Regions from separate parts of the Pan troglodytes genome. Here region 2 is linked to region 1. Evidence: chromatin contacts called from public Hi-C data. All regions are on one chromosome and are shown on one strand. Each heading gives the region's core, a stretch centred on a gene start, on an enhancer-like site or on the middle of the called end of the contact. The rest is flanking DNA. Distances are from core to core; before and after follow the strand shown. Region 1 holds the start of HIP1 (huntingtin interacting protein 1). Region 2 overlaps HIP1 (huntingtin interacting protein 1).

The links. Hi-C and Micro-C count contacts between places; a contact is called where the count stands out from the background.
Region 2: a Hi-C map of stem cell-derived neural progenitor cells shows a contact between it and region 1, with 1.8 times the contacts expected there. The contact joins the enhancer-like site here to the promoter of HIP1 in region 1. A contact is called at or near these places in 1 of 7 Hi-C or Micro-C datasets (stem cell-derived neural progenitor cells) and 1 of 1 datasets of contacts at active chromatin or transcription factors (stem cell-derived excitatory neurons).

What each region holds. Positions count from the first base shown.
Region 1 is chr6:85,748,421-85,752,231 of NHGRI_mPanTro3-v2.0_pri, reverse strand. HIP1 (huntingtin interacting protein 1) reads right to left here and starts at 2,180. Exons shown (of 31, transcript NM_001428067.1): 1 at 1,996-2,180. The coding sequence starts at 2,115.
Region 2 is chr6:85,835,213-85,839,023 of NHGRI_mPanTro3-v2.0_pri, reverse strand. All of the region lies in intron 1 of HIP1 (huntingtin interacting protein 1), which reads right to left. Among named protein-coding and RNA genes, the nearest start is that of HIP1, 87 kb to the right of the region's middle. Within about 2 kb of position 1,708, at least 11 of the 24 cell types and tissues checked have an H3K27ac peak or open chromatin away from gene starts, as enhancers often do. A contact at or near this core is called in stem cell-derived neural progenitor cells, where this site is marked.

The sequences.
Region 1 (3,811 bases), core at 931-3,430:
TCCAGACACACCTGCATGGAGGCACTTTCTTTTTTTCTTTTTCTTTTTTTTTTTTTGTAGAGACAGGGTCCCACTGCTTCACACCATCCAGACACACCTGCACACGGTTTTCTTTCTTTTTTTCACTTTTTTGTAGAGATAGCGTCTCACTCTGTCACCCAGGCTGGAGTGCAGTGGCACGATCATAGCCCACTGCAGCCTCAGCCTCCTGGCTCAAGTGACCCTCATGCCTCAGCCTCTCAAACAGCTGGGACTATAGGTGTATGCCACCACACGAGGATAATTTTAAAATTTTTTCAAAATAGAGGCGGGATCTCAGTGTGTTGTCCAGGCAGGTATCGAACTCCTGGGATCAAGTGATCCTCCCACCTTGGCCTCCCAAAGTATGGGGATTACAGGTGTAAGCTAATGCACCCAGCCTAATTTTTTTATTTTTTGTAGAGACAGGGTCGCACTATGTTGCCCAGGTGGGGGGCCAAAGGTTTTCAGAATAAGAAGAGGGGATGAAGTCCTCTGGGGGTGAAAAGCTTTATTCTTTTTTATTATTATTATTTTGAGACGGAGTTTCGCTCTTGTTGCCCAGGCTGGAGTGCAGTGGCGCCATCTCGGCTCACTGCAACCTTCACCTCCCAGATTCAAGCAATTCTTCTGGCCTCAGCCTCCCAAGTAGCTGGGATTACAAGCGTCTGCAACCACGCCCAGCTAATTTTTTGTATTTTTAGTAGAGACAGGGTTTCACCATGTTGGCCAGGCTGGTCTCAAACTCCTGACGTCAGGTGATCCACGCGCCTCGGCCTCCCAAAGTGCTGGGATTACAGGTGTGAGGTACCGCGCCCGGCCAAAAGCTCTATTCTTTGAAAGATTCCATATACAGAACCTTCAGTCAGATTCTCACTGTCTTTTCTAACTAAAATCCCAAAGCCCTTTCCCTCCAACTGTGTTTGGGGGAAGTATTCCTCGCATAACACATCAGGGGACCAGCCTCTGGAGAGGGAGACCCAAATGGATCTTCAAAGGTTCCACTCTGAGCACAAGAGTGTAGAAGAAATCTGCCCCTCCAGCATTGGCACTGGGATTAAAAGAAGCGTTGTACTCTTTGAAATGGATTTTACATACAAATGAACTGATGAACACCAACAACATGTCAGCTTAATTCAGCCCAATCAATACACCAGGCATTAAAAACTCGGAGATAAAAATGGATTGTGGCTTTTTGTTGATGACACTGAGGAATTTTGGCCCCAAGCCCTGGTCAGGCAGGACAAATAGGGCAGTCTGCCTATTAGCTGTCAGGCACATCTTGGGGGATAAAACCAAGACCCCAAGTCAGGGCTCAGGGGCACCATGGTCTCCACTTTAGCCCCCAAAGTAATTTTTCCACAAAGTGGCCACACTTTGCATTTCCTACATTCCTTTTCCCTGCTCCGACCCCTTCCGCCCGGCCTCAGAGCTGACAGCTGGGGCTGGCCAGAGCCAAGCAAGAGGCATCGAGAAAGGGGGATGCTAAGGGGTGGGGGGTGGGAAGGGATGTCAATGCAACCAAGAAGTGATCGGAGGGGAAGAGAGGTCCCCTCACCCTTCACATTCCCAGCCCGGCGCCCCCACTCTCCGCCCCCACACTTGAGCCTCCAAGTGGCTCCCGTGCGCTTCCCTTGTTTAGGGGCAACCCTTCCATTCCGCCCCTTTTCAGTTCCTTCCCCTCTCACCTCATCTTGGGACTCCTGCCCGGTACCCAGCCGATCAGGCTCCTCTTGGCCACGCATCCTGCCATCTCCTCCGAGCCCGCCTCTGCCCTTCTCCCCAGGCCAGCTGGGGTACCCTGGGGTCCCCGACCTTCCTGGGATCGCCCAGATCTGCACGTCAATGCCCCCGCTCACTACACCCTCGCCCCGTCTTCAACTGGGGCCTGCAAGACTCCTACTCCCTTCAAAGCCCCTCCCGGACACCGCGTCCCTCAGGGTGCCCCAGGGATGCCCCGGAGTCCCCCGTCCTCACCTGAGTCCGCTCGAAGCTCTCGCGCTCCGCCGCCTCCAGCCCAGCGCCGACCCCGCGCCGGCTCAGCACCTTGGGCAGTGGGTTGGGCACCTGCTTCATGGAGCTGGCCATCCGATCCATGTCGCCGCGAGGAGCCGAGTCAGGGGCCCTCGGCTGCCCCGGGATCCCCACGGCGCCGCCCGCCCCGCCCTACCCGCGGGGATCCGGTGCTAACGGGACGGCTCCCCCCTGCCATTGGCTGTGAGTTCTGCCAGTCTTCCCGAGACCCCGCCCCTCGCCGAAAGGCTTCCCCGCCCGCCCCCGCCCCTTCAGGAGCCCCTCCGCTGGCTCGGCCCCGACTAGCCTCTCGGGGCCTCGAGACGCGTGGTGACTGGTCTGGAGTCCTGTCAGTCACCGTGGTCCCGCCGTTCTAGGCAGGGCCGGGGCGGTGTGCGGACGGGGCGAGGCCTGGATGGGGCGTGGCCTGGGCGGGCTGCCCTGATATGCCCTCGCTCGCCCCGCCCCCGCCCGCGCGCCGGCCTCTCCTCCCCTCGGCCGCGGTCCCCGCGCGCCCCGAGCGTGCTGCCCTCCGCCAAGCGCCGCCCACTACCCTGCCCGCTCCTGCAGGGGGCTATCCCGCGACGGCCCGTGGAGACGCGGGCCGGGCAGTGGGGCCTCCCCCGGGGGAATCCCAGCCCGCCTGCGAATAGCCCGTTAGCTCCTTCCGGGCCTGGGACCCGGGAGCGCCGGACTGACCAGCTCTGCGGCCGCAGCCCGGGAAAGCGCAGCCCCGCGGGCGGGGCGCAGCGTGGGCGCCTGGCCGGATCCGGCTCAATGGGTGGCCGCCCCCACCCAGCTCCCAGGCTTCCCCGTCCTGCACTTCTCCATTCTGCCCCTGCCCATGCCCTCTGCAAGGATCGCAGAGCCCAGGTCCCGGAGTTCGGGGCTGAGTCCGCGGGCACCTCCCGGGACCTGCCTCCCAAACCTCATCAAAGGAACCCGTCAGAGCTTATTTGTTGGTAGAAAGCCCTGTAGACACTTTCGGTTTATCTTAGGCTCTGAGCCGCGCGTCCCATCCTGCTCAGACGTCAGCCAGGGTACCAGCAAGCAGAGAGAAGTGTGATGCTTAGCAGGAGTGCTGGAGAAAGTTAAAAGTTTTCCGTTAAACTCCAATTTAGGTGTGTTTTTGTTTTTGTTTGTTTGTTTGTTTGTTTGTTTTTTGGTTTCATTTGGAGTCAGTCTCCCTCTGTCGCCCAGGCTGGAGTGCAGATCGTAACACACTGGGACCTTGAGCTCCTGGGTCCTAGCGATTTTCCTGCCTCGGCCTCTCGAGTAGCTGGGACTACAGATGCACGCCACCAAGCCTGGCTATCTTTTTTGCAGAGATGGAGTCTTTCTATGTTGCCCAGACTGGTCTCGAACTCGTGGCCTCAAGCAAGCCTCCCACCTTGGCCTCCCAAAGTACTGTGATTACAGACATGAGCTACAGCACCCGGCATAGATGTATTTTTTAAAAGTTATTTGAAACTCGGAGTAATGAATGGCACCTTTAGGCCTAACAATTTGGTGATTCAAGTGTGTGTGTGTGTGTGTGTGTGTGTGTGTTGTAAATTTGGCCAGGTGCGGTGGCTTACACCTGTAATCTCAGCGCTTTGGGAGGCTGAGGCAGGCGGATCGTTTGAGCTCTGAAGTTTGAAACCAGCCTGGGCAACATAGCAAGACTCCATCTGTACAAAAAATTTTAAAATTAGCTGGGCGTGGTGGTGCAAGCCTGTAGTCCCAGCTACTCACAAGGCGGGAGGATTACTTGAGCCAGGGAGGCAGAGGTTGCAGTGAG
Region 2 (3,811 bases), core at 459-2,958, 87 kb before region 1:
CCCTTTCCACAGATTTGACGTCACAGGGGAAAGGGTGACTTCAAGCACGGCTGAGCCATATGCGGATGCCAGGTGCACCCCCAGAACCTTTCCATTCTGCAAGATAGACCCCCTAAGCTGCCGGAAGTCAGGGGCTGCAGAGGTGAGCCAGGAAGACAGAAGCCTGAATTGGGGCCATGGCTTCAAGAAGGGGGCAAGGAGAGACATGAGACGTGCTGTGGGAAGGAAGGCGGCACAGAGACAGCCTGCCCAGAGAGCAGACCCTGGGAATGGGAGGCAGTGGGGACATTAAGAGGAATCAGGGTCAGGTTCAGTGACTCAGGCCTGTAATCCCAACACTTTGGGAGGCCAAGATGGGAGGATTGCTTGAGCTCAGGAGTTTGAGGCCAGTCCGGGCAACATAGTGAGACCTGGTCTCACTGGGACTACAGGTGCATGCCACCATGACTGGCTATTTTTTATTTTTTTCTTAGAGATGGGGTCTCACTGAGTTGTCCAGGCTAGGAACTTTTTTTTTTTTTTTAAGACAGAGTCTTGCTCTTGTTACCCAGGCTGGAGTGCAATGGCATGATTCCGGCTCACCGCAAACTCCGCCTCCCGGGTTCAAGCAATTCTCCTGCCTCAGCCTCCCGAGTAGCTGGGATTATAGGCATATGCCACCACACCCAGCTAATTTTGTATTTTTAGTAGAGACAGGGTTTCTCCATGTTGGTCAGGCTAGTCTCAAACTCCCGACCTCAGATGATCAGCCTGCCTTGGCCTCCCAAAGTGCTGGGATTACAGGCGTGAGCCACTGCAGCTGGTCTGGAACATTTTTAAATGAAATCATAGCAAAGCACTTTTCCAATGCTCCTCGCCCTTTGAGTGAACCTAAATTACTATTAGCAGTAGTAGCAGCAATGACCCTGAACACTATTTTCCAAGCACCCACTATGCACAGCCATACCTACCTCTGAATCTGAGAGGGCAAAAATAAAGGAGCCAGACAGAGGGTGGAGGAAAACAGAGGTTGTTATTGCCAGCTGCGGTTCTTCACCCCAGCTGCACACTCCAATTACCTGGGAAGCCTGGGCCCCGCCCCAGGGATTCTGATGTAATGGGTCTGGGATCAGCCTGGGCATCAGAACTTTAAACCTCCCCCAGGAGGCTGTGATGTGTAGCCAAGACTATGAACAACTGAACAACCACAGCCAGGACTCAGGAACCCCCGGCCTGGTCTTGGCTGAAGCTGAGGGCTGCAGGAAGCAAGGAAGTGTGGCACTTCCCTTACTGCTTCTCCTACATGGGGAATTTCCAAGCTCCCACCTGGAATTTTCCATCCCTTGGCCAAAAGTTCAGCATAGGCGGAGACCTCTGAACGCTTTGCATCTGATATTAATAGACCTGTTTTTCCTCCTGACACTGCTGTTCCCCCCATATTAAACACAGGTGTCCATGGTCCCTTTCCACAGATTTGACATCACAGGGGAAAGGGTGACTTCAAGCGTGGCTGAGCTATATGGAGATGCCAGGTGCACCCCCAGAGCCTAACCATTCTGCAAGATAGACCCCCTAAGAAAAACACCTGGCTTGGTCTTAGGATCCCATGATTAGCTGGCGGGTTCTGGGAAGCAAAGATCTGCCGAATTTCTAAAGCCTCTCCAGGCAGGCTGCGGGTGGCCAGCAGGGGTCAGAGGGCCTTTTAGAGGCACCAGGACAGACGGGAGCCACTCAGCCAAGTCCCTGAGTCAGCAAACAGCCTGGAAACCTCGCCTCAAGGGTGCCCCAGGCTGCCAGAGCTCTCTGCCCCTGCCCGCCAGCTCCTCCCTGTAAGTGGTAATTTGGAGCACCCTTAATGGCCCAGTTCAGGAGCTGCCAGCCTTGTACTGGGGAGAGGTTTTTCCACTGCTTCTCCGCTGGAGGACAAGTCCAGGGATGTGTCTCTGCCCAGTTATCTTTTTTTTTTTTTTTTTTTTTTTTGAGACAGAGTCTCCCTCTGTCACCCAGGCTGGAGTGCAATGGTGCGATCTTGGCTCATTGAAACCTCTACCTCCTGGGTTCAAGCGATTTTCCTGTTTTAGCCTCCCAAGTTGCTGGAATTACAGGCCCACACCACCACGCCCATCTAATTTGTGTATTTTTAGTAGAGACGGGGTTTCACCATGTTGGCCAGACTGGTCTCAAACTCCTCGGCCTCCCAAGGTGCTGGGATTACAGGCGTGAGCCACCACACCCAGCTCTGCCCAGTTATCTCCAAAGCAGTGTCCCAGAAGCATGGACCAGGCTGAGGGCAGGAAGTACCAGCTCAGAGTCGCCTGTAGTGGCTCAGAGCTGGTGTCCCCGCCCTGGGGAGGGTGGCAGCCAAGCTAATTCCATGTTATCACGGCTTACAGGAAGCCAGCTTGGCCCGGCTGTGAGCCAGCAGCAATTTACTGGCCTTGGGGGCAGAGGGAGGGAGAAGAGGGAAGAGAAAGGAAAACACAGCCCTCTCCCCACCACACAAAAAAACTGATTCTGGGTTATTGTTAGGTGCTTATTCATCCCACACATTTCTTTTTGAGAGCCACGACATGAGCTCTGCAACCAAAGCCATTTAGCAAGAGACAGCTGCCCACACAGGAGGAGGGAGGGGCATGGGGGGACTCAGTCCGCATGAAAACGGGCGAGGGTGAGAGGGTCTTCAAAGACCTGAGGCCAGGCACAGTGGCTCACACCTGTAATCCCAGCACTTTGGGAGGCAGAGGCAGGCCGATCACGAGGTCAGGAGTTCGAGACCAGCCTGGTCAATATGGTGAAACCACCGTCTCTACTAAAAATACAAAAATTAGCCAGGCATGGTAGTGGGCACCTATAGTCCCAGCTACTCGGGAGGCTGAGGCAGAAGAATCGCTTGAACCCGGGAGGTGGAGGTTGCAGTGAGCCAAGATTGTGCCACTGCATTCCAGCCTGGGTGACAGAGTGAGACTCCGTATCTCAAAAAAAAAAAAAAAAAAAAAAAGAAGGATCCTCCACACTGTAAAAACATCCCAAGATTCTAAAGCCAAAGTAGGGATGCTGAATGCAGAGTGGTTCTTACATCAGAACCCCAAGTTCAAGTCCTGCCTTCCTATCTGTGTAGCCTTGGGTGGGTCACTGTCAAATTCAGAGGAGGCCCTGGGCGGCAACCCTGGCTGCAACACTTATTCTACATGTGGCCTTGGGCAAGTCACTCAACTTCTCTGTGCCTCAGTTTCTCTGTCTATAAAACAAGGCTAATCATAGCTACCTCTTGGGGTTGTTTTGACGCTAAGTTAATATTATGGAAAGTATTTAGAAAATTGCCTGCATACCTACTGTTATATAAAGGTTAGTGATTGTTTTTATTAAAGCACTGGGCATGGTGGTGGGCACCTGTAGTCCCAGCTACTCGGGAGGCTGAGGCAGGAGAATCGCTTGAACCCATGAGGTGGAGGTTGCAGTGAGCTGAGATTGCGCCGCTGCACTGCAGCCTGGGCGACAGAGCGAGACTCTGTCTCAGAAAAAAAAAAAAAGCACTATATGAGCCTGGTATGGTGGCTCACACCTGGAATCCTAGCAATTTGGGAGGCCAAGGCAGGTGGATCACCTGAGGTCAGGAGTTTGAGACCAGCCTGGCCAACATGGTGAAACCCCATCTCTATGAAAAATAACAAAAATTAGCTGGGCATGGTGGCGTGTACCTGTAATCCCAGCTACTCGGGAGGCTGAGGCAGGAGAATCGCTTGAACCCAGGAGGCGGAGGTTGCAGTGAGCTGAGATTGCACCACTGCACTCCAGCCTGGGTGACAGAGCGAGACTGTCTCAAAAAAAAAAA